7 separate regions of the Mus musculus genome follow, and all the other regions are linked to region 3. The links are chromatin contacts, called in public promoter capture Hi-C maps. All regions are on one chromosome and are shown on one strand. The core of a region is the stretch at or near the end of the contact, and the rest is flanking DNA. Distances in the headings are between cores, read along the strand shown.

Region 1 (3,946 bases), core at 452-2,951, 1.4 Mb after region 3:
CCCACTTGCTTTCTCTCCTCTCCATACAAAACTCTCCTTTAGTCCTCTGTTGAGCTTTCCCACATGAATAATTGCCCCAGTCATCCACCCTGCTGCTTAAAACCCAAATGAGAGGCCATACCCACGTCCTTCATGAACACTTAACCTATCAGCAAGTCTTCCTCAAACCACTTCAGGGCCACACCTTCTTTCTCTCCCAAAGTGCAAGAGGCCAATATTACCTGTCCAGGATATTTTTGTAAGAGCATTTTTGTCCCCTGATTTGTTTGTTTGTTTTTAGATTTATTTATTTTATTTTCTCTATTCTTTGTAGACAGAGTAGTATCATGTTATTGTTTTTATGTACCTGACACATGAAAGTAAGATTGTAAAAAAAGAAAAAGAGAAATGAATAACCCAGGGTTCTTTTTTATATATATTATTTATTGTTATTTCTATGATTACACGTAGCTGTCTTCAGACACACACCAGAAGAGTGCATCAGATCCTATTACAGATGGTTGTGCGCTACCATGTGGTTGCTGGGAATTGAACTCAGGACCTCTGGAAGAGCAGTTGGTGCTCTTAGCCACTGAGCCATCTCTTTAGCCCAACCTAGGGTTCTTGATAGCACAGGTACCTGTATCCAGTTTGTTTGCTGTACAAGTCCTGCCTGGAGTGTGAAGTTTAAAAAAGCATTGTCCTTCTGCCCGCACCCAACTAGAGCAAGCTTGGTTCTTTTGGTTGGTTCACATTTTTCCTCTTACTGACCAAAGTCATAATTACATCTTTGATCATTTCATATTTATATTCTGGTATGAATTTTCATACTATGGTGCAAATGAATAAAAGTATCACTTTCAAAATATTTTTCTCATAACTTAACATTCATCTAGAGCCTCTATGCTGTTTAATGATTGAAAACTCAAATATACATGATGCTAACATTCTTTTTTTTTAACGTGTGTGTGTGTGTGTGTGTGTGTGTGTGTGTGTGTGTGTGTGTGTGTATGGAGTGTGGGCACACATGAATTCTTTTTTTTTTTCACACATGAATTCTAAGGACATCTTTTAGAAGTTGTTTTCTCCTTTCACTGTGAGATCCAGAAATGAATCAGCCACTAGGCTCACACAGCAAACACGGTTACCTGCTGAGCCATCTCATTAGCCCAAATCTACAAAATTCTAGATATATCAGTGCCTTGGATTTTACTCTGTCATTTCAGTTTAAACTCAGCCACTTTGTGTTTCCTAGCCCCCTTCTCCTCCTCAGGAAGACTTACTTAAGTTTACAGAGGTAGTGGGCTTCAGCGTAACTTGACTTTCTCCGGGGATAGAAGAAGATGAGACCTGTTTCGGCACTGTTGTCTGCTCTAGCTGGAACCTTAAGAGCTTGGCTCCAGGTGGTGCCGATTAGTCCCACATTTATAAGCTAACACGGCCTCGGCTCTAGCATCAAAGCCAAGGATCAATTGCTCCGGATAGCTCTTGTTCTATCCTCTTGGTCCCTCTTGGCATCACAGGAAACTTCCAGACTTTCCCACGATGGTCTGCTTCTTTGGGCCTTTTATGTACCTTATATCTAGTCCTTTTCTACTTCAGCACTGGGTGCTTCTGCCTCGCTACCCTTAGAAGTTCAGCTCCAGCCCTTTCTTCAGGATTCCCATATCTGGTTAAGTGTTCTATTATCTCCCAGATGGAGGAGTGTTACCTCCCTCTGCTGGCACAGGGAGGGGAGGATCTGGGAGGTGGACTTGGAGGCACACTGCCTGATATCTTCTATATGCAGACAGATGTTGCCCAGCTGCAGGAAAGGGGGCAGACTCCAGTCAGTCTTTCCAGATGCAGAAAGCCACACTTCCCAAGGCCATGCCCTCCATAGAGCAGCTTATGTTCAGGGGCTGCGTGAGGTGAGGTACTGAACTCTAGTTCCCTCACCACAAAACAATGGTGGTAAGTTGTGCTTACTCCAGAGTCCCTCCTCCCAAGACTTAGTCTTTAGTCTCTCCTCCTGCAAAGTCCTGCTTACTCCTGCTTTCTGTCTGGGGAATTAACTGCTAGTTAGTATTTTACAACCATCGTCATCTCAGAGTGGACTCGTAGAGACCCTAGCCTACAGTATCTAAAAATATGAACCATGTTTAGGGCTCCTGCACAGAAATACTTACAACTCTCCCTTGTTTTCACTAATCCCTCCCCCAGCCCCCGTCTTTGGAAACTACCCACTCCAGAGAAGTAGACCATTGATTTTTCTATAGTGTCACTAGAGTCTCCTAATCTTTGAACTCACACACACACACACACACACACACACACACACACACACACACACACACACACACAAGCGACTCTTCTGAAAAAAACTTTTCATACCAAGCCTGTCTCCCTTCACCTGGCCTTTGAAAGGGTGCTTTTGAGACTCAAGGTTGACGATGAATGCTTTGTCTGTGACCTTCCTTCCTGAGGTAATGAGCTCGGAACACTCTGAGTGCTGCCTGAAATAAGTGGAGAGTTCTTGTGGTGTGTGAGCAAGCATGGAGGTGTGAGCGAGAGGAATGCCGAACAGTGCGTGTATTTCTCAAAGGCTTTTTTTTTTTTTTTTTTAATGTAGCCCTGGCTGGGCTCAAACTTGCTGTAACAGAGGATGACCTCGAACTTCTAACCCACCCAGCCGGTGCTTCCATTGGAAGCTTTCGCTACCACACCCTATCTACATGGCCCTGAGCTGCACAGGCCTTTGCAGGTCGTATGCAGATGTTCTACCTCTAAATTACATGCCCCAGCTCTTTAACTTAGTCTTACCCTAGCTTTCTTGGGGAACACCTGTATTGTCAAAACATCAATGAAAACAACTGGAATTCACATCTGTTCTCTGGTTTTGAAACCCCGACGGAAGGCAAAGATATAGCAAGAGAGAAAAGTCTAAAACCTTAATTACTAGCACCTGAAAGCTAAAAGACATTCTATCAAGAACTCGGAAAGGAATACTCTCCTGGGGGAGGCGTGCCAATTCATCTGAATGAGGGAGAGATTAGCACTCTGAAAAGTAAATCTGCATGCACATCCCACCACTGGGGAAGCTGAGGCAGGAGAACTTCCAGGTCAAAGTTTACCTTGGGTTACAGAGTGAGGTGGGCACCAGAAACTTAGTGAGATGCCCCAGCCCCTTCCATCACCTCCTCCCTACCCCCCGCCACACACACACACACACACAAGACAAAAAAAAAAAGTTAAAAAGAGGAACAGGGATGTAACTCCGGAGTCTGACCACTTACTAAGCAAGATGACTTATGTTTAATCACATGCACTGGGGGGGGGGGGAGTGTTAGGGTTTTGTTATATATCCAGCAAGTGAATGAATCCAGTGAGTAATGAATACATTATTCATCTAGATAGTAGACATAGAAATACAAACGTTAAGCAATAGCAAGAAAAGAATCTGAGAAGCAGATGGAAAGAGTTCTACTGGAAACTCCTCCCCTGTTGTATACATCAATGTATACAAAATACTTAGTACTCTGTTACAGTGTTGGCTTTTAATGAGTTGAGCTTGGTTAGCCCCTTCCTGTTAGCTTTAACTGCCAACAAGGCACAACCTATAATCACCTGGGAAGAGAGCTTCAAGGAGATATTGTTGCATTGGGTTGTGTGGCATGTTGGGTTGGGTTGGCTTGTGATATGTCTGTCAGGGGATTATCTTAATAAATTAACTGATGTGGAAGAACCAGCCCAGTGTGGGTGGTACCATTCCCTAGGCATGGAGTCCTTATTAGAAAACTAGAAAGACAGAGTTGAGTACCAGCAAGCAAGTAGCACGTATGTTTTCATTTCTTTCTACCACTAACTGTGGATGTGATGTTACTACCTATTTGAACTCCTGCTTTGACTTCCCTTAATGGTAAACTAGAATGTAAGCCAAAATAACCCAATTCCACCTTAGTTGATTTCTGTCAGGGTATTTAATCAC
Region 2 (3,862 bases), core at 1,238-3,737, 1.3 Mb after region 3:
GAACTTTCACTTTGGCCATGACAAGAACAAATGATTAGTAGCGATAGAAAACACTCCTCTTTGCCAAGAATAACAACCCTGAATTTATAAGTTTATCAGTTAATATTTGACTTCTACATTGTATTCTGAGGTTCTGGATTTGTTACTAGAAAGAACAGCCTAATACATCCCCTAACCTGTTGACCTCATTGTATGAATAGCCCGTGACCTGTAAATACAGTTTTTCAGGATGGTGGTTAGGTTTCTGTGTATTTCTGGTCAGGCAGTTGTAACATGTATGCATTCATTCTGTTACCCTTCTTCTTGGATAATTCGTATTCCCACTCAAAGGAAAGTAAGACAAACATGAAGAACAAACAGCACGTGATAACTCAAGCCCTTCCTGAGAATTGTGACTGAGGACATCTGGGGATCTTTCATGTCTTATAAATGAAAGTAGGTTTCTGGAGTGGACAGAGGAGAAGCACCTTCTGCTCTATCTGGATCTAGTTCTCAGAGGCTTTAAAAGTTATAATTAGTTGCTACTTAATCACGTGGCTGTGGGCCTTCACAGCTTCATTTCTGATCTGCAGCCCTGTGGTCAGAGCACAGATTAGACGGGCAGGGCCTGGGTGTTTTTGTTTGGTCACTTCCTGGAGACACTTGGACTTTGCCTCGAGGACCCCCTTCTGCTCCAGGCCATCAGGCTAGAAGAGTAGTGTTTGCCAAGCTGACCTGGACAAGGGTTGAAAGCAGCAGGCTTGTGAGAAGGCTGTGAAGCGACAAGAACACCTCCCCTCTCCAGTGTCACGTGAGCTTGCGAGGATACACAGCAAAGACATGTTTTGATGCTTTCTTCCCCCCAAAAGGAAACTCAGGATGCAATGGACCCTGGAGTTCCCAGCACCAGTGTGTGGGCAACGAGCTTAGTGGAAATTGGTGATGAGAGTGAGAGCATGCAGTTGTGCCCACTCTGCCCCTCTCCTCAGCCGGTGTGTTTTCAGATCTCTAGCATGGACTGTGGACTCTCTCTAAGTATGTCTTTAAGCCATTGCTAAACATAGACAATGGGCCTGGGAGCTGTTCCTGCAAACACTATACTTTGAACTCATAGACTTTAAATATGAAGGAAAGAAGCCCTTCATTAAGCATAGTTTGAGGAAGAGTTAGGATGGTTTAAGAGTTTCCTGTTCAGAGCACTGCTCACTTAAGGTGAAGGTTAGTTTAGAGTGAAGTCTAGTCAGTTCCCAACTGTCATCAGCCATGGTGTTAGAAGTGGGGTTTACCTGAAGGAAGCATATCTGGCCTTGAGGAACCTGCAGCTATGGCCCTGGGAGGGACAGGTAGTGGGAGGGAAGGATGTCTGTTTGGTTTCTACATTGATCTCCTGACCTTTAGAAATAACATTTCTTTTTCAGTTCAGAAACTTGCATTTGTCCTCTTGGTTGTGCTGATTCTGTGAGGAAAAGGTGGTTAAATCTCCTAATCACGGGTGTTATTAAATGAGGTAAATACGAGAACGAGGCTGTTCGCTTTCAATCATAATCTCACTGCAGACCCTCTCTAGGTTAGCCTTTTACAACTGTTGCTCCTCTGCGTCAATGAAGCAGTCAAACATACAAGTTTAATGCCCCATCTTTTTTTTTTATTTCCCTCCCTGTGTTTTGGCTTCTTGGAGGACTACACCGTGCTCCAGAAACACTTTCTGATTGACAGATGAATGGGTCACCCTGAGGTCCAGTTTGCTTAGTGGGGATCATTTCTACTCCCTATTTTCCTGCTCTTGCTTATTACCTGTGTGTACTTTTGTGGTCTCATAAATATATCAAGTTTCTTGGATTGTTTGGGCTATGCCAGCAATTTCTGTTTTCTTCCGTCAGCGTCTTCAGGAGAGCCGTGTACACAAAGACAAAATGGCTTTCAAAGTAAGTCTCCATTCCCATTTCAGTATTGGTACAGACATCAAATTGAAGGCCACTCCGCTCTTCCTGCCACTGGTTGTATCAGCTGCCTGGAGATTAACCTCTTCTAAGGCTCTGAGCTATTTTTGAGGTAAAGACTGCAACAACATTAAAGCTAGAACCCATTAGAAAATCACTTTCATCATCTCTCCTTTTTCCAAATCAGTGGCTCTTTCCCCCTCCTCCTTCTGATCTCATAACCCTTTAATCTCCTTTGTAGCAGAACAAGGAGACTGTTAGTGTTTGCATGTGATGGGGTTAGCATCCTTCATAGAGAACAGTTTCAGAAGACACCAAGATATTAGAGAAGTGTATGGAAGATGGACTCCATCTCCAGGTGGACTGCCTCAATGCTCTGCTCTCCTTGTGCAAGCGGGGCCATTTTTGTGGATGTTTTGTGCAAACCAGGCTCAAAGTCTCCAAAAGAGACACAGCAGAAAGCCTTTTGTTGCATTATTTCTAAAGGCTTGAGGTTTTGAAGGGAAGGGATTTTGTTTTCCTCTGAGCTACACAATGGAGCTTTCACAGAACCTCCTTTAAAAGGAATAGCTACAGCCTTTGTGTGGAAGGGTGTGTCTTTTGGCAGGGTCTGCTGATGCAGACAGACTGGCTGGTGATTAACAAAGGTCATTAGACTTTGGAATCTGGCTAGCAGCCTCGGATGGTATGTCTTCTGTGTGTGGAAGGACGACTCCCAAGAAACCAAGGCATTCTGGAGGTCCCCTCTCCAGGACACCCCCAAATCCTGCTGCAGGACAGGCTCTGGTCCAGGGGCGTCCTGATTTAACCAGTACTCTGCTGGGACTAACGAACCAGCCTATCAATCATGGGATAAAAGAACCTTTGGAGATCTTTGGTGAATGACATTTGAGGAGGAGAAAGGTGCTGCTTTTCGAGAAGAAATGAAAACAGTTAATTCTTTGTTGGGAAGAGCAGAGCTTAGGAGGAGCCCAGCCTGCCCTCGTAGCGTTCACTTGTGATTGTCAGCCTAGCAAAATCCAAGCGAAGCCATGTTGTGCACGGAGGAGAGGCTCTGAGCTAAAATGGCTGCTCCTACAGCTCAGAGGACTAGGGCAGCTTAGTGAGTCTTAGAGCTTCAGTGACGCAGGAGCTCCTATCTCCTGAAAGTGTGATAAACACATTCGGCAGGGCTGTGGCTTGCTTGGCTGAGATGAAAGGACTAAGCTTGGGGGATGGGGAGTGCGCATTGGGTGATCTGCTTTTTTCTGTGAAGTGTTCTAAATGCAGGAGTCGTCTGCACCATGGAAAAATTTGTTTTCAGGTCTAATGGACTGTGCGAAAGGAGAAGTGGGGTGGGGCTCAGTGACTGCTGTAATTTGATCCAGAGCTGATAGCAACCTCTTCCACACAATTTGGGCTGGTGCTCTGACATAAAAGCTTGTGTATCTGGAATATTGAGACTTAGTTAGCTGAAAGGACTCTGGTGTCCAGTTCAATGTTTATTGAAATAGGATAAATTGTTGGGTGAAAGAAGAGGAGGTAAAATATCTGTGTCTCACTCTGCAAAGCCCTGTCCAGAGCTGGACTTGGCCAGTACTTATTTTAGCAGGCTCCGGGCAGGAGCATTCTTTCATAGAAAATCCTCCTGCCATGGCTTCTTGCACTCCACTGACACATCATTGCTGGACTTTGTTCCTCCAGCAGAAATCACATTATCTTTTGTAAGAGAGGCATAGAAAACTGCACCATTAAAAAAGATCTGGCTGCAACCTGAATTCTTAAGACATTTGGTTCTAGATTACAGTACAGTGACTTAGTAGGGCTTGTGATGTTCTCTGTGAAGTAACTTATTCACTGAGATAATAACTGGGTATCTCCTTACAGGATATACACTAAGCTAGGAAGGACTCCACCTTCCCAATATTCTCGTCACTTTGTGGTGAGACTCTGCCTTGAGCTAG
Region 3 (3,993 bases), core at 1,435-3,934:
CAAGAAACCCCATATAAACCCTGCCTGCTTCTCTCAAGTGGAAGCAGCCACCCTGCTGGGTTTTCCCTCCTAATAATTCTCTTGTGTGAGGTTTGTTGTGCAGTGTGACTTTGTGTTATTCCTTGGCTCTGGGTGGAGTAGAGCTATTTAACACTTTTGCTGGGGAAATTCCCCCTGCTAAAGCAGAACCGTTAGACTTGCCTTGGGGAAAACTTTTCCTGCAGCCCCAGTAGAGCTGGAACACTTCTGTAGGGGAAGCCATTCCCTTCAGAGCTGTAACACTTACAGCTTGGATATGCCAACGGGAGTCTACATGCATGTATTCCAGGTCACACAGTACTTACACCATCACTTTTCAACATTGTCTGAGGAATTTGAGACTCCCCTATTTGAATCTGGATTTATGATCCTTCAGAAAAAACTATTAAGGATGGATATTAAAGACACTTCTGTATTCATTTTATTTAGGTGTATGTGTATGTTACATAAGTGTGGGCACCCTCAAAGGCCAGAAGAGGACATTAGATACCATGGAACTGGAGTTACAGAATAGAGCTTGGCTCCTTTGGGAGAATACTGAGTGTTCTTCAGTGCTGAGCCATTTGTCTGGTCCCTGAATATGGCATTTTGATGGTTAAGCTCTTGGTTCCTTAAATTTGTTAGTGCTGGTATCTTCTACTTTTGCCATAGGATACCACAAACTTTACCAGGCCAGAATGTGTAGATACACACACCTGGATGATTCTTGAAAGGTGAATGTTTACTTCTGCTGGAAGCTTTTTTTATTCCTCCTTGTAGCTTTCTCAACAGCTTTAGATTTCGTTCACTAGATTAAAAGACTTTTTACGGTGAGTGAGTCTCCCAAATTGTCTCTCCAAACCTGCTTGAGAAGTACTACTTTCTAGTTACAGGACGGGATCTGATAGCAAGTTAAGGAAATAAGCATTCCCTTTGGCTCAGAGTTGGGGAGGTTAAAGTCTACCATGGGAGGGGGGACATGGCAGCAGGGGCAGGTGGCTGAGTCTACTCACATCTGGATGGACTGGACCAAGAAGCAGAGAGCATACTGAAAGGGGAGCTGGGCTGTAATCCTTAATGTCTGACCTCTCTAATGGCCCACTTCCTCCAGGGTGTCAGAATCCTACCCCTCCAAGGTTCTAAAACTGCCTGGAGACAAGGGATTCCAACAGAAGCGTCTGGGGAGCATTTCACATTCAACCCATCAACAAGGACCATCGATGTCAGCGTGCTTACCTGGTTATTGTCCAACTTCCGGTGTAAGCAGGGCTTTTACTTTGTAAGTTTATATTAAAAAGAATAAGGTTACTTGCAAGTAGAGGAAAATTTAGAAGTAAGTTTCAAAAAAAATTGCTGACAAGTTAAATCTAGGATAACCAAAAGGATTGTCAATTTTCTTTGAAGGGTGCTAAATCCCTTCCTCTAAATCCCAGTCCACTTTATAGAAACAGAAACTTGATAATGTAGATGGCACATTATGACTGTGCTTATATAGGGAAAACAGTGAGATCTAAACTTAAACTTAGCTCAAATCAGAAAACTGGCTAGAAAGCTGGCTAGTCCTCTGCCTCCTGCAAGGTTTATGCAGGATAATATTTACTATGCACTTGAAATCTATTCACTTCTAAAACCCGGGAAGTTTTTTTTTTTCCTCCTTATAATTTCCAGACATAGTTGAGCATAATAAGCATTCCTAATATCTTTTAAAATATCACCTCTTAGTACTCCAATAGGCATCAATTATATTGTGTGCATGTGTGCATGTGTGTGTGCGTGCGTGCATGTGCGTTTGCATGTGTTTAAAGACAAGAGCTCACTCTAGATCCTCTTGCCTTGGCCCCCCAAATACTTGAATTGTAGGCATGTCAGACAATAGAAATTTTTGATACAGCCACATTCCATCACAACTTTTTGAAAAATTCTGTTTTAAGACAAGCATGGCGATGCACACTTGTTATCTCAGCACTTGAGATGTGGAAGATGTGTAGGATCAGTTGAACACCATATTGGCTGAGTAGAATTTAAGGCCAGTCTGAGCTAAATGATATAGAACGGGGTGCGTAGGTAAATTATTTCATTTTTTTCTATACGCCGTTAGTAATTTTCGTAGAAAGAACGTAAAATTACAATAATTTCTTTAGTGCTTTTTAATTTTCAAAAATTCCTATCAAAATCCACATCTGCTCCTTGCCAATAACTCTTTAAATGGCTCTGCTAAAAGCAAAGATGCTAGGTGCCAGGCCCAGAAGCATCTATATTTCTTTCAAGCCCCAAACTGGAAGATCGCATCTTCTAGACCTGGATGTCAAGTAGGCACCTCAACTTCATGAGTACTTGCATCACTACATAGTGCTCTTCCCCATTCTGTCCCCAATAGCAGAATGTAGAGAGAGGAGAAGGGGGAGGAGGGAGGGAGGGAGGGAGGGAGGGAGAAAAAGAATCGTTATCCACCCTAGGTTTGCACTTTCTGCGCTCTGTCTGATGAGCCGTACACTACGGGGGACAGTTCTGTTTTTTCTCTAAACTCCAGGCAGCCTCAGGGCACTGCCGGAGGGACGGCTGATTGCAGATTTCTGATGGCCAAATAGGCCACACTAATAGGAGCGCTCGGAGAACAAAGCAACAGCCAGCGTACGCCGCTGCGCGCTTGACCGCTTCTTTGCGACAGTTGCCGTAAAGCGAGGCCTCCGCCGCAGCTCTAGAGTTAGGTAAGATGAGGGCACCGGGGCCGGGTAGCCGAGCCTGGGCGTGGGCGGGTTCCTTCAGGCACTGTCGCTGGTCTACTGGTATACCCTGAGTAGCGGTCGTCCACCTTTGGGGTACCCTCCCTACGGCGGCGGGGAGGAGTCCGAGGTCGGCCGCAGTCCGTGCACGAGCTTGCTGCCGCCGTCCCCGCTGTCCCGGCGACAGATCGTTCCCACACGCCCATGCTGTCCGTTGATCGTCCTGACCCGCGAGGGTTCGATTTTGGAGGTTCATGGAGACGCTTAAGAGGCCGGGCTGGGACAGTGACGCTTGAGCTGGTTGGCGAGAGCGGACGATGCGGGGAGACCGATCAGGTGTGAGGACCAATGCATGCCAAGGTGGCTCCGCCGGGGAGGAACTGATGCAGCCTGCTGCTGCTCTGAGTGCATCCGACGCCGTGGCATGAACTTACAGGGAAAGGAAGGGGGTTGGCAGGGCAGCCGCCCAGGGAGGGTTCCACCTGAGAAGGACTTTGATGCTGCGCCAAAGCCAAGTTCTGTGTACAGCAAGCAGCCTGCTGCAACTGCTTCGAAGAGAGGTGGTGGTTGGCTTACCAGTCGCTTTCCTCTCTTCTTAGACTCCTCAGTAGTCATTCTTAGTTCGTTTGAAGGAGTGCTCACTATGCTTAATAGTATGATGACGATGGTAATAATAATAAGTAACAATAATAATGATAAGGTGGGCGCGGTTAGCGATGCGAGATAACTGCATGTAGGAACGTTCCTGTCTTCCGTTTACATTATCAGTTGGGGAATATCGGGAAAGATTTGATAAAAATGGGGCCGGGTAGTTAAAAGCTTTAGATAAAAGTCGTCCAGAGAACTGAATTCAGATTTCATCACGATCGCCAATTTCTCAGGTAGTACAAGGCAAGCCGCTTTCTTGTATGTCTCAAGCTTTCTCGGCTATAAAGAATGATATTCCAGTCTTTCTAGTTTGAAGATTTCCATTAAGTAAAAGTCAGCCTGTGAGCCAACCATGGTAACACACACCTGTAATACCAGCACTTTGGAGGCCAAGACAAAAAAAAAAAAAAGCACTAGGAAACAGAGCTGCATAATGATCGACAGACCAGCCTTGGGTAAATGCTCTCAACCAAGCAGTTAGTCACTTGCCTCTTGAGGGAAAGGCTTTACTCACTGTCTTAGTTAGAGCTAATACTACAGTGGTGAAATACCATGACCAAAAGTGACTGGGGAAGAAAGGGTTTGGTTTGCTAAGTTTTAGATT
Region 4 (4,304 bases), core at 631-3,130, 1.3 Mb before region 3:
ATTTTTATCCCCCAAGCAAGTAATAAAATTTGTGAAAATCCATGTTAGATTTGTCTAAAAATCAAAATTCCTTATTCATAAAAAAGTGATCAAAGGAATATAGCAGAGCTGAAGGTGAAAATGTATAATTCAACAGAGCCAACATAAATAAGTCAAGTCATTGGAGTTCAAGAGTAGTAGGAATTACACCAGACAAAATATCTTTATTAAAGTGGTGTTAGCTAATTTCACAGACAAATAGGCTGATACCACAGGAAGGCAGGTAGCATACTATTATAGATACTGTACTGTTTCTTTTTTGTTTCTTTGTTTTTCGAGGCAGGGTTTCTCTGTATAGCCCTGGCTGTCCTGGAACTCACTCTGTAGACCAGGATGGCCTCGAACTCAAAAATCCGCCTGCCTCTGCCTCCCAAGTGCTGGGATTAAAGGCGCGCGCCACCACTGCCAGGCAGTCTGGCACTTTTTACTTGAGAACCTGCTGCCAATGCTTGCCTAGGAAGTTCTCAGGTTCAGGAAGGCGATCTTCACTTTCCTCCCTGTCTACCACTGTAAATTTCAGCATGCACAGGACCTGCAGTTCTAAGCCAGTATTGAGAGGGAAAATAGAAACAATCCTCCATCCTAACCCAGAAGCTATATCCAATTGATAACTGCTGCAGAGCAAATCATTTTTCCAGTGATGTCTGGGTGTACAAACCATATTTAAGGGTAGTCCCTCCCGATGCCTAGCAATAGATGGCCAACATAAAACGAACTTAATGGTATTTTTAGAGGGTTTTTGTCTCACACTGCTTTGTCTGAACATTTCCATTTAATATTAAAAATCTTTTGTTTATTATGTATTATGGTTTCTGCTTTTGTTTTTATGTTTTGTGTGTATATCTCTGTGTGAATGTGTCTCATTGTGTCTCTAATGCTCTTTCTTTGGCTTTTTTCCCCCTCCTGTTTATTTGGTCCTTCTGTTTTTAAAATCTTATTTTATCATCATCATTTTAGATGTCTGTTTATATTCTTATGAGAAAGAGAAAAGAAAATGTGTGGATTTGGGTGAGTGTGGAAATGGAGGAGGTTCTAGGAGAGGTTGGGGCGGAGAAAACTAATCGGAATATACGGTAGGAAAAAAAATAAATTTTCAATAAAAAAAACAAAGCTAAGCCCTTCTCTTAGTATTGATGCTTAAATATAAATAATCCCAACACCATTTTTTTTTTAAATTACATAGTTGATGGGGATCAGCTCTAACTAGCAATGTAAAATTAGCAGTTGTAGATAATAAGTTTAGGAGTACACACTCTGTAGTTAGGCAGCCTGGAACAAAAATCTCTCTTCACTTATAAGTCGTTTAACCCAGTGATTCAATAAACTCGTCTGTACAAAAGGAAACACTAGGGTTCCACGTTTGTTGAGGAAATTCTTGACAGCCTTTGAAACACAGCTACCCGATCTACAGAACTCTGTAAATACAAACTGTTATTAAGAAGCTTCAGCAACATTTCGTGAACCGGTACGTCAGCCACTGCTTATCATTAAACAGGTTTTCGGCATAAAAAAAAAAAAAAAAATCTTACAGCCGTTTGCCTAGCATCTTCCACCAAACTCCACATACTGCAGGCCTACAGTCCCCTCCGGAAACTGGAACTGGTTTTGGTTTGTGTTTTCAAAGCCAGTGCCTTTCTCTTCAATTAGTAGAAAATGAAGCCTCAGAGGACTTTTCTCACTAGTGTTGGTTTCCACCCTGTAATATCCTCGAAGGGTCCCGGGACCCCCGGCCCGCCCCCGCCCCGGCCCGCCCCGGCCGCGCCCCGCAGCAAAGAGCGTAGACCGGGAGGGGGCGGAGCCTGCGGACAGAAGCCAAGGCTCCGACCGATAGCCTGAAAGGGCCAGAAAGAGGGCGGGGCCGGCAACGCGCGAGGCCCAGACCTGGAAGAGGTGCTGCCCAGAGCATGCCTGACGCGATGTCAGCACGACCTATCTTCATTTTCGCTTTCCATGTTCAAAACGGTATAGTCTCCTACCTTCCAATATTAAAACTATTATTTATTGTCGCTATGTCGTTTCTGTGTTTTTCCTTAGGGCAAAAGAGGAAGCGCTTCAGTCAGGCAGATACTAGGCACCAACAGAGCGCAGACGCCTCGGAGTTGGGGTCCTTTGCTCGCGCCGAAATTCAAAGGAACAGTTCCGGCACGGTTGTTGGCTGCAGCGGATGCGGTGCCCGGGATGGTGGCGTTCGCCCGGTAGCGCCTGAGTACAGGTCGGGTGGCCTCACTGTCCACTTTCGCGTCGGGTTGGAACTTTGCTGGTTCCCCTGGCCAGCCGCTTTGTGGCGGGTGCGTAGTGCTGCTCTTGGCCCGGCCTGGTGTCCAGGCGGGAGATGAGGCACAGGGGTGGGCAAGATTCTCAAGGAGGGACTTGAAGCGAGAATTAGAGATGTTGACTGTTGTTCATCCGTAAGGTGAATCGAGAAAGGCTTGGGCAAGCGAGAGAACACGGAATTTTAAAACGAGGCAGTAGAATGGATTCACTTCGCCCTTAAGGTTCACTAACTACCCGGGTTCTGAGAGTCGAGTGTAAACAGAGTTAAGGTCGTATGTAGGCAAAAAAGCACAACGGGACCGAGAATGAGTTGGAAAGACGGTGCCGACTGATGTCATCTTTTACTGCTGTGGAGGAAAAAGGAAGGAGAGGATGGGTGTGCGTGCTATTAGGGAGATCCATGAAGGACTCCTGTAAGATGTATGCTAAGTGGTGTGCAGTAAAGAGTATTCAGTCCAGTGTCGTCTGTGGCAAGGATAATGAAATGGGAAATAATTAGTAGTCTCTGTTAACTACAGTATTGTAGTGCAACACGAACCTAGGAAAGTGGACAGTAATGATAAAGATGATTTTTAGGTTAAATGGTTTAACTTACCGGCATTGGCTAACGGTTGGATGTTTTAAAATCTGAGCCAGCTGTTTTTAGGAGAAAAAGTAGTTTGGCAGGTGTATTTTTTCTTTTCTTTTCTTTTCTTTTTTTTTTTTTTTTTTTTTACTTTACGTTATTGTGTATCCTGTCGTATTTACTATGATTTGAGGGTTTTTAACATTCTACATAAATGATCTTATTTCTGTTTTATACAGACGTGACTTGTAGCTTGTTGCCTAACAGGCTTACTAACCCAAGACAGTTTAGAAAATGTATGTTAAATCAATCATTCTCGAAGGATTCAAGTCCTATGCACAGAGGACTGAAGTCAATGGTTTTGACCCCCTCTTCAATGCGATCACTGGTTTAAATGGTAGTGGAAAATCCAACATATTGGACTCCATATGCTTTCTCCTAGGCATCTCCAACCTGTCCCAGGTAAAGTGTCAGCTTTTCTGACTTATGTGTTGGCAAGAGAATCTGTTAATCTGTGGAGACTTTGGGTTTTCTTTCTTTGCATGTTTGTACTTCATGTGTTTTGTTTGTACTTCATGTGAGTTATGTTGTGTTGCAGTGCAGCCGTTTAAGCAAATACTATTACTGTTTCATCCTGTAGACAGACGAAAAGATACATACAGAGGCCTTGCCTGAGGTTTGTCCTCCTAAGCTGTTGGGAGTAACACCCATACCAGCATACCAGCACTGTTATATTGGGTAGTCTCTGTTCTCAGTCCATACCTGCTCTTTTTTTTTTTTTTTTTTTTTTTTAGTTTCCCACATTTCTTTTTTTTTTTTTTTTTAATTTTTTATTAGGTATTTTCCTCACTTACATTTCCAATGCTATCCCAAAAGTCCCCCATACCCACCCCCCAACTCCCTTACCTACTCACTCCCCCTTTTTGGCCCTGGCGTTCCCCTTTACTGGGGCATATAAAGTTTGCAAGTCCAATGGGCCTCTCTTTCCAGTGATGGCCGACTAGGCTATCTTTTGATACATATGCAGCTAGAGTCAAGAGCTCCGGGGTACTGGTTAGTTCATATTGTTGTTCCACCTATAGGGTTGCAGACCCCTTTAGCTCCTTGGGTACTTTCTCTAGCTCCTCCATTGGGAGCCTTGTGATCCATCCAATAGTGAGCATCCACTTCTGTGTTTGCTAGGCCCCAGCATAGTCTGGGTCCTTTCAGCAAAATCTTGCTAGTGTGTGCAATGGTGTCAGCGTTTGGAAGCTGATTATGGGATGGATCCATGGATATGGCAGTCTCTAGATAGTCCATCCTTTCGTCACAGCTCCAAACTTTGCTTTGTCTCTGTAACTCCTTCCATGGGTGTTTTGTTCCCATTTCTAAGAAGGGGCAAAGTGTCCACACTTTGGTCCTCGTTCTTCTTGAGTTTCATGCGTTT
Region 5 (4,302 bases), core at 1,285-3,784, 1.3 Mb after region 3:
GGGAGAGAAGGTGCTGAGCGCGAGAATGGGTAGCGGCAGCTGTTTCTTTTGCATTGTTGAGTCTAGTTTCTTGAAATGTTCTGCTGAGACGTCTTGCATTTTTCCTTTGAGTTTCATATAACACACAAACTTACGTTTTAGAATTTGGGCTGGGTTTTATTTTGCTTTTGGTTTGTTTTTATGATGGCTGGGATAACCTGCAGTAGAGTCTAGAAACAACAACAAAGAGGGTTCACCAAAAGGGGCCATGTTTCTACAGGGTTCTACCTAATCCGCAGGTACGTGAGTCTGGGTTGGGTGAGTGGCAGGGGAGGAAAGGGGTTGCCCTGCTTAATGCCCATCTAGGAATATGTATTGCTTTACAGCTTTGCTGGGGAGGGATTTAACTAGATGAGCGCCATTTCTTGAGGGAGCTACAAACCACTTAGTAGAAGGGTATGGACCTTCCTTTAGGACATTTGCTTTGTTCTCTGCGTGGATTTGTGGGTGAGGAACAGTTCTCCTTCAGCAAGGCTTGGCTTTGACCTGTTACTTTCAGAAAAGCTATGCCACAACGCTGAGAGTGCAGAGGAGGGCACCTCTATCAAGAGGACAGCAGTTCTGGGGACACTGGAACTCTGTTCCCAGGAGAGGTGGAGTGTTGCTTCTCTGTGAGTGTGTGGTATAACTGGGTCTTTGAGCCTCAACAGAGACCATCTTAAACAATTAGAGATGATAACCAACCCTGCTAGTGAAGGAAAGAAGGAGAAGTAGACAAAGGCAGGATTGCCGTCCTGGGTGGGCTCCTCAGCAGAAGGTAGAGGAACAGAAGAGAGGATGGAGATACAGAAAGTGAGAATGCACCCACCCGCTGTGTCTTTCCTTTCTTCCTTTGTCTCCCATGTACACCTGGTGATGAACCCAGGGAGGCTTGCAGAGATTGATCACCTTTCCTTTTGTTTTAGTAAAGAATATGCATTGGACAGGCAGGGCAACCAGGAGCTGAAGTGAAGGCACCTTACTTAGTATTTTGATGGGCATGGGATGGGGTGCTGGTTACATCCCTTGCAGTCAGGGAATCTCCCTCACTGCATTTCCAACGGGAAGATGATTGATACTGGTTTGATCAAGTATTAGTTTTACAACATTAAGTCCGTGCCCCGCCTGGGGGAGCCGCGCTTTAGAAAATGAGGTGTCTGTCAAATCTAGAGAAGGCTTGTACAATGTCTGGTCCCACCCCCACCCCACCCCTGTTTGCTTACGGAGGAGGTGTTTTTATCCCAAGGAAAGTTACTCTGAAATTCTACAGGGTCGTTCACAGGCTTCCTAGCTTCACAGGCAGTGCCAGCTTAGATAGGACTATGTTGCTGAATTTGGGCCACCAAAGCCCAAGGAGCATGCAAAGGTGCCTCCCCCCTGCCCACTCCCCATCCCATTTCACCAGGACTTGCCATGAAAGTTCCTGGGTTTATAGTTCCTGCCATCCATTCCATCATGTCCCCTCTGAAACTGCACACTTAAAAATACCTTTCCGAGAAACTTGTTTGGAATTTCATTTTAATGGGATTTGTGAATAAATCTCCATCTTAATGCTAAGCTTTAAACGGCTCTTCCAGGAGAACACTATCGGATTTTTATATTTTAAAATTTAAATCTCTTGACTCCAAAGCCATAAAACATTTTTGTATGTGTGGGTGTACCGTGTGCCAGAGCACTCATGTTAAAGACTGACTTCTTTTTTTTAAATAATGGTGTGAAGAATTCTAGGATGCAGGGAGGGGGAGGGGGCTGTGGCATCACCTAGCCCCTTCCCGTGTAGACGTCTGTATGGACCATGCTGGTTCATTTGTTGCACTCTATGCGGATGGGTGTTCTGTGGTAGTCTGTTCTCACTCTCCATGTGTTCCTCAGCTCTTGGTTAAGTAGTGGAATGATGGTGAGTGATGTATTTCCCCCTTAAAAACTGACCAGATGATGGAGACAAACCTTCAGGTGGAAGGTAGCAAGTGGTGAGGGGAGGAGAGGTTCTGTACACAACAGGTACCAACATTAGTGCTGGATAATGCTCTTGGGATCTAAGATCTTAAGTGTGCCCACCGCACACCAGAGAACACTAGCCATGTGACTGACAGAGAGGGTGAGTTGATGAATTTGATCACAGATAGTTTCACACATGGTGTGAGCTGTGTACATATGTAAATGTGCACATGATGCTACATTGCATCATGTGCACATTACATGGTCAGCATCTCTTATCTTCCTCAGTTGCTGTCCACCTTGATTTTTTTGAGACAGGATTTGACTAGACTGGCTGGTCAGTAGCTCCAGGTATCCTCCTGCCTCACTTCCCCAGCACCGGGATCATCAGCCTGCTATGCTGTGGGCAGGTGCTGGGATGGAAACACGCTGCCAACTGAGCCAGCTCCTCAGCTCCAGTGGGTTGTTTTTGTTCTATTTTGCCGATAATGTCTTAATAGAAGTGGCAGGGGAGACTGTGCAGTAAAGGGCTTCCAGGCAAGCATCACCCCTCCACCCGCCCCCATCCCCTGCAGACACACACACACTCCTGTGCCCTCTGTGGTCCAGCTCACTTCACTGTCCCTGTCTTTCCACAGACTCCTCTTACTCGGAGCCCCCCGATGTTCAGCAGCAGCTGAATCACTACCAGTCAGCCGCCCTGGCAAGAAACAAGAGCCGCGTTAGCCCTGTGCCTCCTTCTGGGACTGCTGCTGGCACGGAACAGAAGGCAGAAGCCGTTCTTCACTGCGAATTCTGTGAATTCTCCTCTGGCTACATCCAGAGCATCAGGCGCCATTACCGGGACAAGCACGGTGGGAAGAAGCTTTTCAAATGCAAAGACTGCTCCTTTTACACCGGCTTTAAGTAAGTGGTGTGAGGAAGGCCTTCCTAAAACCTAAATGGCTGCCCGTGCTCCAGCCTTCACCACTCTCTCTTCCCTGCCTTCAGCTCCAGAAATTCTCTGCCAGTGTAGAATAAGAAGGGTGGGGTCAGTCTTCACAGAATGAAGCTAGTTTCAGAAAAACTAGCTGGGGACTCTGGAAGGGGGGGTGAAGAGTTACATAAGAACAAATTATCTTAAAAGTCAGAGCGTGTGGTCTTCGAAACAGTGTGAGATTGTAGCAAAGGAATGCCCTGATGGGGTGTGTTTTTATTTCAGATCACACACACACAAGAAGGGAATATTCTCTGAGATAAAAACATGTTCCCTTTGACAACATTTCTCTAACCAGTTCCTTTTCACTTTAAAAAAAAAAGAAAAGATCTACCGTTTAATCACGCGATCCTCCAACCTCAGCCTTAGGAGTAGCTGATGTTTCTAGACCGTACTTGGCTTAATAGGCAATTTCTAATTGTCAAAAATGAAGTATGTAGGATATTTATTTCTTTTTACATAATCCTAGCCGAGTGGCAAAGGTTCTGAGTAGTTGCCTCTGTATCTCCCCTCTCTGTTCCTTGATGGCCAAGGAGCATGCAGTCAGCAAATATGACTGACAGCAGCTTTAGTTTATGCTTGTCAAGCAGGAGAGCCACCTGTGAGGGGCGTGCAGCAGGAGAGGACATCTCAGTGACTGTCATGGTCTCTGTCTCTTCTCTCTTAGATCTGCTTTTACTATGCACGTGGAAGCTGGGCATTCGGCGGTCCCGGAGGAAGGCCCCAAAGATCTCCGCTGTCCTCTCTGCCTCTATCACACCAAATACAAACGCAACATGATCGACCACATAGTGCTGCACCGAGGTAATCTTCAGACTGACTCCCTTTTTTGGGGTCCTGGTGGGAGGGAGGTTCGTAGTGCTGCTGCTGCTGCTGGGAGTTGGTTAGTGCCTCAGCATTTTGAGGCTGTTCCCTGGGTCCCACAGCAGGATTGCTCTCTTCCTTGACCTCTGTTCCTGTAGGCAAAGGTCACAGTGACAGCCATTGATATCCCATGGATAAGACACCTTCCTGTCAGTAGAATTCCTCCCAGGAGGAGGCCAAGAGGGCGTGGAGAGTCAGGAATTTCCCATTTTGAATCCCTTGCCACCCTAGAGATATATAGGGTGAGCCTGGGGCAGGATGGCGGGAGAAACAAAGACAGAAATTGTGATTCCCAAAGCACAAAGTAGGATTTGCTTTGAAATGGACAAGGAGAAAGAGTTGCGACAGGCAGAAGTGGACTGCTGGACAGAATACCTGTAGATTAGGCTCTGGATTGTTCTGGTTTGGATCGTGCTCTGTAATACAAGAATAGGACGTTCATGTGAGATAGTAGCTGGTGGGGTCCCATTAGGGATACACAATGGCGAGTCCTTGAATGTGCACCC
Region 6 (3,866 bases), core at 1,027-3,526, 1.4 Mb after region 3:
GGTGATATTCCCTTCATTCATTTCATTGTCTTTGTGTGTTGACTCAGCAGTGAGATTGCTGAGAAACTTACATACAGTATTCCATAATGGCTGCCCAAATTTGCTACTAGTCCACAGCATTGTTCTTTCTTTACCTTCCCCAACACTTGTTCTCTTTCCTCCTTTAGGTAATGGACACTCTAACTGCTATGGGGCAGTACTTAAGGTTGGAATTTGCATTCCCCCCTTGTTCAGGATGTGGAGTGCCATTATATTGCTGATGTCTGTTTGCTTATCTTCTGAGACATGCTTATACAGAGCCTGTGTCCATTTCTTAATTGGGGAAATTGTTCACTCAATTATTGACTGAGTTGGTTGACTTCTTCATAGGACCCGGATGCTGACCCTGTGACCAGTGTGTGGTCTACAGATTCTCCTCCTCTTCTGTGGCTTGCCTTTTCTTTCTGACGTTTCCTTGGCAGAACAGAAACTTTCCAGCTGGATTCAGCTAGCATTTGCCTATTTTTTTCTTCCGTTACATGTGATTTGGGGGGTCATGTAAAAAACTTTAAAGAGAAAATCATGGACAACCGGTGTCCTGGAGATTTCCCCCGAGTTTTCCTCCAGCAACTTTTGTGGTTTTAGGACCTATGTTTCAATCTCTTACTGATTTGGAGTTGATTGTTTTTCCATCTGGGAGGTCAGGATCTAGTTTCTTTCTTCTGCCTGTGGTGCCTGATAGTGATATTGGCAACTTTCTCAAAGCTCAATTGACTGAGAGAGTGTTCCTATTCCATTGCTCCATGAAACTGATTCTAGGTTACTGTCAAGCTGTTTTGGTGACCTTGTCTTTCCTTAAGTATCTTAAAGTCACGGAATGGAGTGCCTCGAACTTCTTATCGTGTTCACTCTAGGTTGTTATGGCTATATGGGGTCTTTTCTAGTTACCTTGACGTTACAATGGAAAGCGAAGGGTAGATGTAACTCAGTGATAAAATTCTTGCCTGTGGTGTGAGAGGCCGTGGATTTTAAGAGTGCCAAAAACATTAATTAAATGGCATGGCATCCAAGACATGGACCTAATAAATAAGAGTTCTGACAAACTTAAAACCTATCTAAAGTAAGGTAAGAAGATAGATAATAAACCCACTGAAGGGTAAATCTCAGTCTTGTTGTTCCAGAGCAGATCTCTTAACACTACACACATCTTCAACCCCTTAGAGTGCTAACGTGTTCTTTTTTTAAAGAGACGCTAGTCATGAAATGCACTAGCCCTTGGGCTAGACTAAGGCCCCATGGCAGAATATCTAGCAGACCTGAGCAGGTCTTCCTGAGGCCATTTTCTTCTGTGGTTTTTTTTGTCCCTACCCTCCCACTGTGATAATCAAGGGATCTAGTTGGGTCCTTCAATCTCCAACTAACATAGAGAGCCAAGGCTTACAGCCAAAACGTGCTAACTTGTCAAAAGCTGCTTGCTGTGGTCAACCTGCAAGACTGCATAAAACAAAAGCCTCTCCTGTAGGTTGACTCAGGGCCATTTCTTATAAGGGAAATGCTTGTGATCTCAGAAGTATGCCTTATTTCTTTTCCTTCCTTCCTTCCTTCCTTCCTTCCTTCCTTCCTTCCTTCCTTCCTTCCTTCCTTCCTTCCTTCCTTCCTTCTTTCCTTCTTTTTTTTTTAACCTTTTAACAAATATGTTCTTCACAACAAATCCTTAACATCTCTTCACTGTTTTGGCTGTCCTCAGGGAGAGGGAGACAGGATGCTTCTGAGTGAGTCTACAAAAGCTTCTTTTTCTTCCTGGTACTCGGGCTCTGCTTGTCCCTCTTGATGAGATAAAAGATTCCTTCTTGGATATTTTGACTTTCTTCATGTCTAAGGCTACGCCTAGGCTATTTCTGAAGCCATCAGCATTCCAGAGCCCTCCATTTCCCAATGCTCTCCCCCAAAACAAATAAAACAAGCTTAGGCCATGAGAAAACACCGCGTCTGAAATATGTGAGGTAGCAAGCACATCTTCCTGCTTGTCCAGCTTGATCTCAGTCTATCCACTGGGCTTTCGGCTTCACACGAGATGGAATTAGGGCGAACAGCCTGGCTTCTACTTCCCTCTGAAAGTGTCATGTCTACATCCAGAGACCTAAACAAAAGAAGAAAAACTCCTCCTTGGGTAGACAAGTTGTGTATGAGGGACTGACTTGAGTACCTTGGGAATTGCAAGCTGAAACTGTCCCTTCCCTGTCACACATCCTTGCAAGAACGGTTCCCTTTGTCCTATCTCCTTCTCTTTGGAAACAACCTAGAATCAATCTTCCACCACCTCAGTAGATTGTTGCCAAGAAGACAGGGCCAACAATAGCCTGGGGTGTTTTTGCCAGACATCCTGGCTTCTGGCAGAGTGCACGAGGGGCTATTAGCTCAGCTCTCAGGCTGAGGGAGAGTGATTTGAGATGTGACAGGTAGACTGGCTTCTTCTGTGAGGATGAAGCTTAGCATGTGCCCTTGGAGACAATAGATGACCGGCTTCATGTTTCCTGAGGGCAGAGGATCAAGTACCAGCTCCATTCTCCTTGTGAATCATTTGGACGTTCATATAGACACCTTTGGTTGGGGAGTTCATGGCCTTCCTGTTCCCCAGTTCCTTCCCAGACATGAGAGCTGAGGACTGTACTCAGAATAGACACACAGCAAGATCAGCCTGGGAATTTCAGAGAGAAGCCACGCACGCACGAAGAAATTGAAAGGAACCCAAGCAGAACGCCGCCCACCCTGCCCCCTCTCATTATGCAACTAGGAGGAGTCAGGAAGGCATTCTGTTGATTTCTTGCCCAAGATAATCCCTGCTAAGGAATTAATGCGCAGACCAGATGGCGCTGTGTCATTTCCAGTGAAAAGAATCAAGGAAGATAGTCTGTGCAATTATTTTTAATGGCTTGTGTGGTGATCTTCTTAATTTGTGAGAGAATGCCTTGTCTTTTGTGAGAACTGGCCCTGTTCACGTAGCTTTCTTGTGAAGTGGATGAAGGCATCCCAGAGTCCTAGCTAATGTCTGGAAGATTTCATGAAATATGGGGCATTTCAATCAGAAGTTGTCTTCCTGTGACGTCTAATCTGCTGAGGGGCCCACGGTAATCAGAGATGAAAATGATCACGTTTCCCCAAGCTCCACCCTTTTTTCAGAACTGTGTAGTCTGCTACTTACTATCCGTGTGAAGACTTGGCCCTCAGTGGGCTAATGAAAGACATCTGGGCTTAGGACTAAGGACAGCACAAAGGCCACGTAAACCCTCATCTTTGAGCTTGCCAGGAGGTGTGGCTTATAAACAATTCGCTAGCCAATCCATGTGTATAAGGCCCCTCACATGTGGCAGCATCACAGGAGTGAAGAAAACAGCTAGACCAATATTTGCTGTGTACACCAGACCCATTCAGAAATGTCTGCGTATCCCAGTACTTGTGAATATCACCGGTTGAGAAATAAATACTGGGCGGTTGGCCAGGATCTGTCAGTGGCTGGGGACATGCTTGCTTTTCTTATCATTAGTTATTATTACATGTGTTTATTTATCGTATGTGTGAGAGAGTTGTACACGTGGAGGTCCAAGCACAATTTGCAGGAGTTGGTGGTTTTTGTCTCCCACTATGTGGGCTCCAGGGATCAAACTCCGGTCATGGAGCCTGGGAGCAGGCAACATTAATCTACTGAGACATCTCAATGTCCCAGACATGCTTTTATATAAGCTCCCGGCGGCCCAACCTCAGCGTTGCTTAGGGTACCACCCAGGAGGGTCTCTGCAGGGCTCCTATCCATCCGACAAAGGAGGTACACATGTTGTGATGCTTTGGCCTAACTTGAAATACGAAGAAGTCCTGTGGCCTACTCTGTA
Region 7 (4,066 bases), core at 1,240-3,739, 1.5 Mb after region 3:
CTGAACTTCTCCCCATGACCTTCTTGGCTAGAACTGACCTGAGTCAATTTTGTTATTCACTATGTAGATGGAAGAGGTCATTGGGCCATAAGTCTCTGCAGGCTGTAATGAAAGCAGGTGCCACAGAAAATTCTGCCACAGATGTAGCTGTCTCTTGTGAGACTATGCCGGGGCCTAGCAAACACAGAAGTGGATGCCCACAGTCAGCTAATGGATGGATCACAGGGCTCCCAATGGAGGAGCTAGAGAAAGTACCCAAGGAGCTAAAGGGATCTGCAACCCTATAGGTGGATCAACATTATGAACTAACCAGTACCCCGGAGCTCTTGACTCTAGCTGCATATGTATCAAAAGATGGCCTAGTCGGCCATCACTGGAAAGAGAGGCCCATTGGACACACAAACTTTATATGCCCCAGAACAGGGGAACGCCAGGGCCAAAAAGGGGGAGTGGGCGGGTAGGGGAGTGGGGGTGGGTGGGTATGGGGGACTTTTGGTATAGCATTGGAAATGTAAATGAGCTAAATACCTAATAAAAAATGGAAAGAAAAAAAAAAGAATATCCTTAATATAAACAGGCTGAAAAAAAAAAAAAAAAAAAAAAAGGAATCAAAGGGAGAGACTTGAAATAAAATGCCCGACAGTAAGGAGAGGGAAATTATAGAGCCCACCCCCAGCAGGAAGACAGGACATAAAGTGAGGGCTGGGGTTGCCATTCCACGGTCACAACTCTGACCCATAATTTTTCCTGCCTGAAAGAAATACAGGGATGGAGATGGAGAGGAGCTTGAGGCAAAGAAGGTCCAGTGACAGGACCAAAGTGGGATCCAGCTCAAGGGGAGGTCCCAAGGCCTGACACCATTACTGAGGCTATGGAGTGCTCACAAAAAGGCACCTATCATGACTACCCTCTGAAAGACCCAACAAGCAGCAGAAAGAGTCAGATGCAGATGTTTGCATCCAACCAGTGGACAGAAGCAGATTAAAGTTCAGTTTGGCCTTCCTATTCCAGTTCCTTGAGAGGAGACGCTGCCTGTTGATTTTTTTTCAAGTATTTACCACGGTTCATTGGGATTAACCGCTTGCCTGCAGAGATGTATCTTTATCAGCAGCATAAGGCCTCAAGAACCACCACGCAGGAGACAATTCAGTTGTGAAATGTAGTGGTTTGATTTGTTACAGAGGTGTGGAGATGGAGCTGAACAACCTCCTCTGTAGGAGTATCAGCACCTACTAAATGTTACGGTGAATGAACTGTGTTCTCCAGAAAATTTGATCAGGTTGGTGGGGCTGAGGCACAACATATGGAGAAGGAGAAAATTAGTTTTAGAATAAATTTCTTTGTGACTTATTATAAAAAAAAAAAAAAAAAAAAAAAAAGAAAATTCTGCCACGCAGGCTCTCATTTATTAGCTAAGCAGGTGCAAGAATAGGCCCGTGTCTCTTGCCCTGAGAGCTCAGACACATTCCAAATCATTGCCCTTTAGTAAACTACCAGAGCTTTGCTTGAAAGCTTTGCTCGGGGCACAGGTGACTTCTTCTTCTTCTTCTTTGTGAGCTAACTTCTTCTTTTTTACAGCTAACTTTGTTGTAGGGTCATGAGGGGGGATTTTTTTCTCTGGTAATCAGCCAGATAAACACAGAATCCGTTGGAGTCCTGAGCTCTTGGTACCATTCCATTTAACAAACACTGAAGACCAGTCAGCAAACTCCCGGAGCACTCCAGCCCTGGGCTGACAGGCTCTGCTCAGTAGCTGCAGGGGAGGAAAGGGGGACTAGATTCCCAATAGAGCTCCCTTTACACGGAGAGCCCAAAATGCCACACACCACCAGCAATGGGCTTTTTAAGAGTCCTGAAAGCTTGGAATCTGAAACCAAGTTGTCCCTTCTGAAGGTTCTGTGATGGGTCCTGCCCCCCACCGCCCCTCCTGATTCATCTCCTGGCTCCTGGCAGATGTCAGGAATGTTTGGTATTGCCTGGTTTCTTGTGGCCATGTTCCAGTATCCATTGCTATTATTGCTTTGGTTTTTCGTATGTATGTATGTATGTTTGTATGTATTATGTATGTTTATGATATATCCATGTCTCTGGGTCTTCTCCTCTTTTTATGAGGTCATCATTATAGTGCATATAGAGACCTTCCTAATCCAAGGTGACCTTAACTTAGTTAAGTACATCTGCAAAATGTTTTCTCTTACAGACTTGGGATCTGACTGGACACAAGAGTCAGGATTCTTATGCGTTTCTGAACCCCAACCTAAGTTGCAGTCAAACCATCTTCCTTTAAGTTGGCCTTGACAATGACAGTGAGCAATCCTGCCAACCCCCACAGGCTGTATTTATTTTTGCAACACTAAGGATTGAGTCCAGAGCTTCACATGTGCAGCTCCTCCTGCTGATGAGCCAAGTCTCTGCCCCCATTCACCACACTTTAAGCACCTTTCCCCCTTCCAGGCTGTGGGCTGTGTAAGAGCCTATTCACTGCCAATGAAGTGCTTACCACCTGCTGAGGGAAAAGGAGACAAAGCAAAGAAAGGCTCACAGTGGGTTTGCGCATCTTAAGTCTCAGTGCCACAAAGGGAGATGGAAGTGGATCTCTAGGAATTTGAAAGCTCAATGGTAGTGAATTCCAGGCAAGCCAAGTCCACATAGTGAGATCTTGTCTAAAACAAAAACAAAAACAAAACAAACAAACAAACAAACAAAAAACAAAACAAAAACTGAAACCAACCAACCAACCAAACTCCCACAAAGAAAAGTTGCCCTGTTGTTCACTTGGTCAGCAGCATCAAGGAAAACAGACAGGTGGAAACTCTCCTGGGGTAGTAAACCCAAGTTGCTGGTTCAGGACAGGTGAGGGAGATAGTCCATCCTGACTCAGAGTGTCTTTTTTTTTTAATTGGATATTTTATTTATTTACATTTCAAATGTTATCCCCTTTTCCTGGTTTCCCCTCTGCAAATGCCCTATCCTCTCCCCCCTTACCCTGCTTCTATGAGGGAGCTCCCCCACCCACTTACCCTTCTGCCTCACCACCCTAGTATTCCTCTACACTGGGACATCAAACCTTCACAGGACCAAGAGCCTCCCCTCCCATCCATTGGGGTCCCTGTGCTCTCAGTCCAATGGTTGACTGCAAGCATTCGAATCTGTATTGGTCAGGATCTGGCAGAGCCTCTCAGGAGACAGATGTATTAGGCTCCTGTCAGCAAGCACTTCTTGGCATCAGCAATAGTGTCTGGGTTTGGTGTCTGCATGTGCGATGGATCCCCAGGTGGGGTAATCTCTGGATGGCCTTTCCTTAAGTCTCTGCTTCACTTTTTGTCCCTGTATTTCCTTTAGACAGGGGCAATTCTGGGTTAAAATCTTGGAGATGGGTGGGTGGCCCCATCCCTCAACCACAGGTGGGGGGTGGTATGCTTAACCGCTGGATATGGTCTCCACAGGTTCTCCCTCCCTATTCAGCTATTGTCATCCCTGTGGGGTCCTGGAAGGCTCTTGCTTTTCTGGAATCTGGGACTTTCTGGTTGCTACCCCCAGTTCCCCAGCCTCCATCGCTACACACCTCTGTTGAGTTTCCTGACCTCAGTGGGTCCTAGAAGTGACCTTTGGTTAGAGGAGCCAAGAGAGCAGATTGGCAAATAGGTTCAAGGGTTTGACTGCGGAGGTAGAGGTGTGTTCTCTGAGACAGGGGGTGTGAGGTCAGCATCTAGTGATAGATAAAGCCAAACTAACAGCAAGGGCAGAGGATGAGGTATCTCCTGTGTGGCTCTGAGAAGGCTAGAATTCATCTGAAGAAACACAAGGAGCCACTGGCATCCCTTAAGCCAGAGAGGGACATAGTACCATTTGCACCTCTAAGCAATGAAAAGGAGAAATTTGGATGGTTTATGGAGATGGAAAAATCAAGAAATGATCTAGACCTGGTATGTGACAGCGAGCCTGGGAATGAGGAGAAGGGAACTGACTTAGCTTTACTCAGATAAAGGAGTCAACTGAGTTTTTGGTTAGATGAAAATGGGTATGAAAGGGGAGCTAGCGAGTGCATACGAGGAGTTCATTTCTG

The links. Promoter capture Hi-C pulls out the DNA fragments that hold promoters and counts their contacts.
Region 1: a promoter capture Hi-C map of pre-B cells shows a contact between it and region 3, with 5 times the contacts expected there. The contact joins the enhancer-like site here to the promoter of Fktn in region 3. A contact is called at or near these places in 6 of 39 promoter capture datasets (the C10 cell line, frontonasal cranial neural crest, liver and 2 more) and 3 of 115 datasets of contacts at active chromatin or transcription factors (astrocytes, embryonic limb bud and embryonic stem cells).
Region 2: a promoter capture Hi-C map of liver shows a contact between it and region 3, with 3 times the contacts expected there. The contact joins the enhancer-like site here to the promoter of Fktn in region 3. A contact is called at or near these places in 9 of 39 promoter capture datasets (the 3T3-L1 cell line, the C10 cell line, cranial neural crest and 5 more) and 5 of 115 datasets of contacts at active chromatin or transcription factors (astrocytes, embryonic forebrain, embryonic limb bud and 2 more).
Region 4: a promoter capture Hi-C map of pre-B cells shows a contact between it and region 3, with 4 times the contacts expected there. The contact joins the promoter of Smc2os here to the promoter of Fktn in region 3. A contact is called at or near these places in 4 of 39 promoter capture datasets (hematopoietic stem and progenitor cells, liver and pre-B cells).
Region 5: a promoter capture Hi-C map of embryonic stem cells shows a contact between it and region 3, with 5 times the contacts expected there. The contact joins the enhancer-like site here to the promoter of Fktn in region 3. A contact is called at or near these places in 11 of 39 promoter capture datasets (the 3T3-L1 cell line, 3T3-L1-derived adipocytes, the C10 cell line and 7 more), 4 of 115 datasets of contacts at active chromatin or transcription factors (astrocytes, embryonic forebrain, embryonic limb bud and 1 more) and 1 of 9 other capture datasets (adipose tissue).
Region 6: a contact with region 3 is called in a promoter capture Hi-C map of hippocampal neurons, with 4 times the contacts expected there. The contact joins the enhancer-like site here to the promoter of Fktn in region 3. A contact is called at or near these places in 10 of 39 promoter capture datasets (the 3T3-L1 cell line, the C10 cell line, cranial neural crest and 6 more), 3 of 115 datasets of contacts at active chromatin or transcription factors (astrocytes, craniofacial prominence and embryonic stem cells) and 1 of 9 other capture datasets (liver).
Region 7: a contact with region 3 is called in a promoter capture Hi-C map of liver, with 4 times the contacts expected there. The contact joins the enhancer-like site here to the promoter of Fktn in region 3. A contact is called at or near these places in 14 of 39 promoter capture datasets (the 3T3-L1 cell line, the HPC-7 cell line, HPC-7-derived erythroid cells and 9 more) and 5 of 115 datasets of contacts at active chromatin or transcription factors (astrocytes, embryonic forebrain, embryonic limb bud and 2 more).

The regions. Positions count from the first base shown.
Region 1 is chr4:55,099,315-55,103,260 of GRCm38.p6, forward strand. No RefSeq gene overlaps it. Among named protein-coding and RNA genes, the nearest start is that of Gm42289, 32 kb to the left of the region's middle. Within about 2 kb of position 1,702, at least 10 of the 459 cell types and tissues checked have an H3K27ac peak or open chromatin away from gene starts, as enhancers often do.
Region 2 is chr4:55,002,679-55,006,540 of GRCm38.p6, forward strand. The region is part of intron 1 of Zfp462 (zinc finger protein 462); the gene reads left to right. Among named protein-coding and RNA genes, the nearest start is that of Zfp462, 57 kb to the left of the region's middle. Within about 2 kb of position 2,488, at least 203 of the 459 cell types and tissues checked have an H3K27ac peak or open chromatin away from gene starts, as enhancers often do. A contact at or near this core is called in astrocytes, embryonic forebrain, embryonic limb bud and 5 more, where this site is marked.
Region 3 is chr4:53,711,470-53,715,462 of GRCm38.p6, forward strand. Fktn (fukutin) reads left to right here and starts at 2,685. Exons shown (of 10, transcript NM_139309.5): 1 at 2,685-2,726.
Region 4 is chr4:52,437,084-52,441,387 of GRCm38.p6, forward strand. It overlaps Smc2os (structural maintenance of chromosomes 2, opposite strand), which reads right to left and starts at 1,881. Exons shown (of 2, transcript NR_045175.1): 1 at 1,569-1,881. Smc2 (structural maintenance of chromosomes 2) reads left to right here and starts at 2,138. Exons shown (of 25, transcript NM_001301412.1): 1 at 2,138-2,327; 2 at 3,118-3,340. The coding sequence starts at 3,173.
Region 5 is chr4:55,047,592-55,051,893 of GRCm38.p6, forward strand. It overlaps Zfp462 (zinc finger protein 462), which reads left to right. Exons shown (of 13, transcript NM_172867.3): 8 at 2,595-2,862; 9 at 3,600-3,736. Among named protein-coding and RNA genes, the nearest start is that of Gm42289, 19 kb to the right of the region's middle. Within about 2 kb of position 2,535, at least 27 of the 459 cell types and tissues checked have an H3K27ac peak or open chromatin away from gene starts, as enhancers often do. A contact at or near this core is called in embryonic stem cells, forebrain and hippocampal neurons, where this site is marked.
Region 6 is chr4:55,074,940-55,078,805 of GRCm38.p6, forward strand. All of the region lies in intron 11 of Zfp462 (zinc finger protein 462), which reads left to right. Among named protein-coding and RNA genes, the nearest start is that of Gm42289, 7.7 kb to the left of the region's middle. Within about 2 kb of position 2,277, at least 54 of the 459 cell types and tissues checked have an H3K27ac peak or open chromatin away from gene starts, as enhancers often do. A contact at or near this core is called in hippocampal neurons, where this site is marked.
Region 7 is chr4:55,246,037-55,250,102 of GRCm38.p6, forward strand. It overlaps the pseudogene Gm12508. Among named protein-coding and RNA genes, the nearest start is that of Gm34231, 40 kb to the left of the region's middle. Within about 2 kb of position 2,490, at least 11 of the 459 cell types and tissues checked have an H3K27ac peak or open chromatin away from gene starts, as enhancers often do. A contact at or near this core is called in astrocytes and liver, where this site is marked.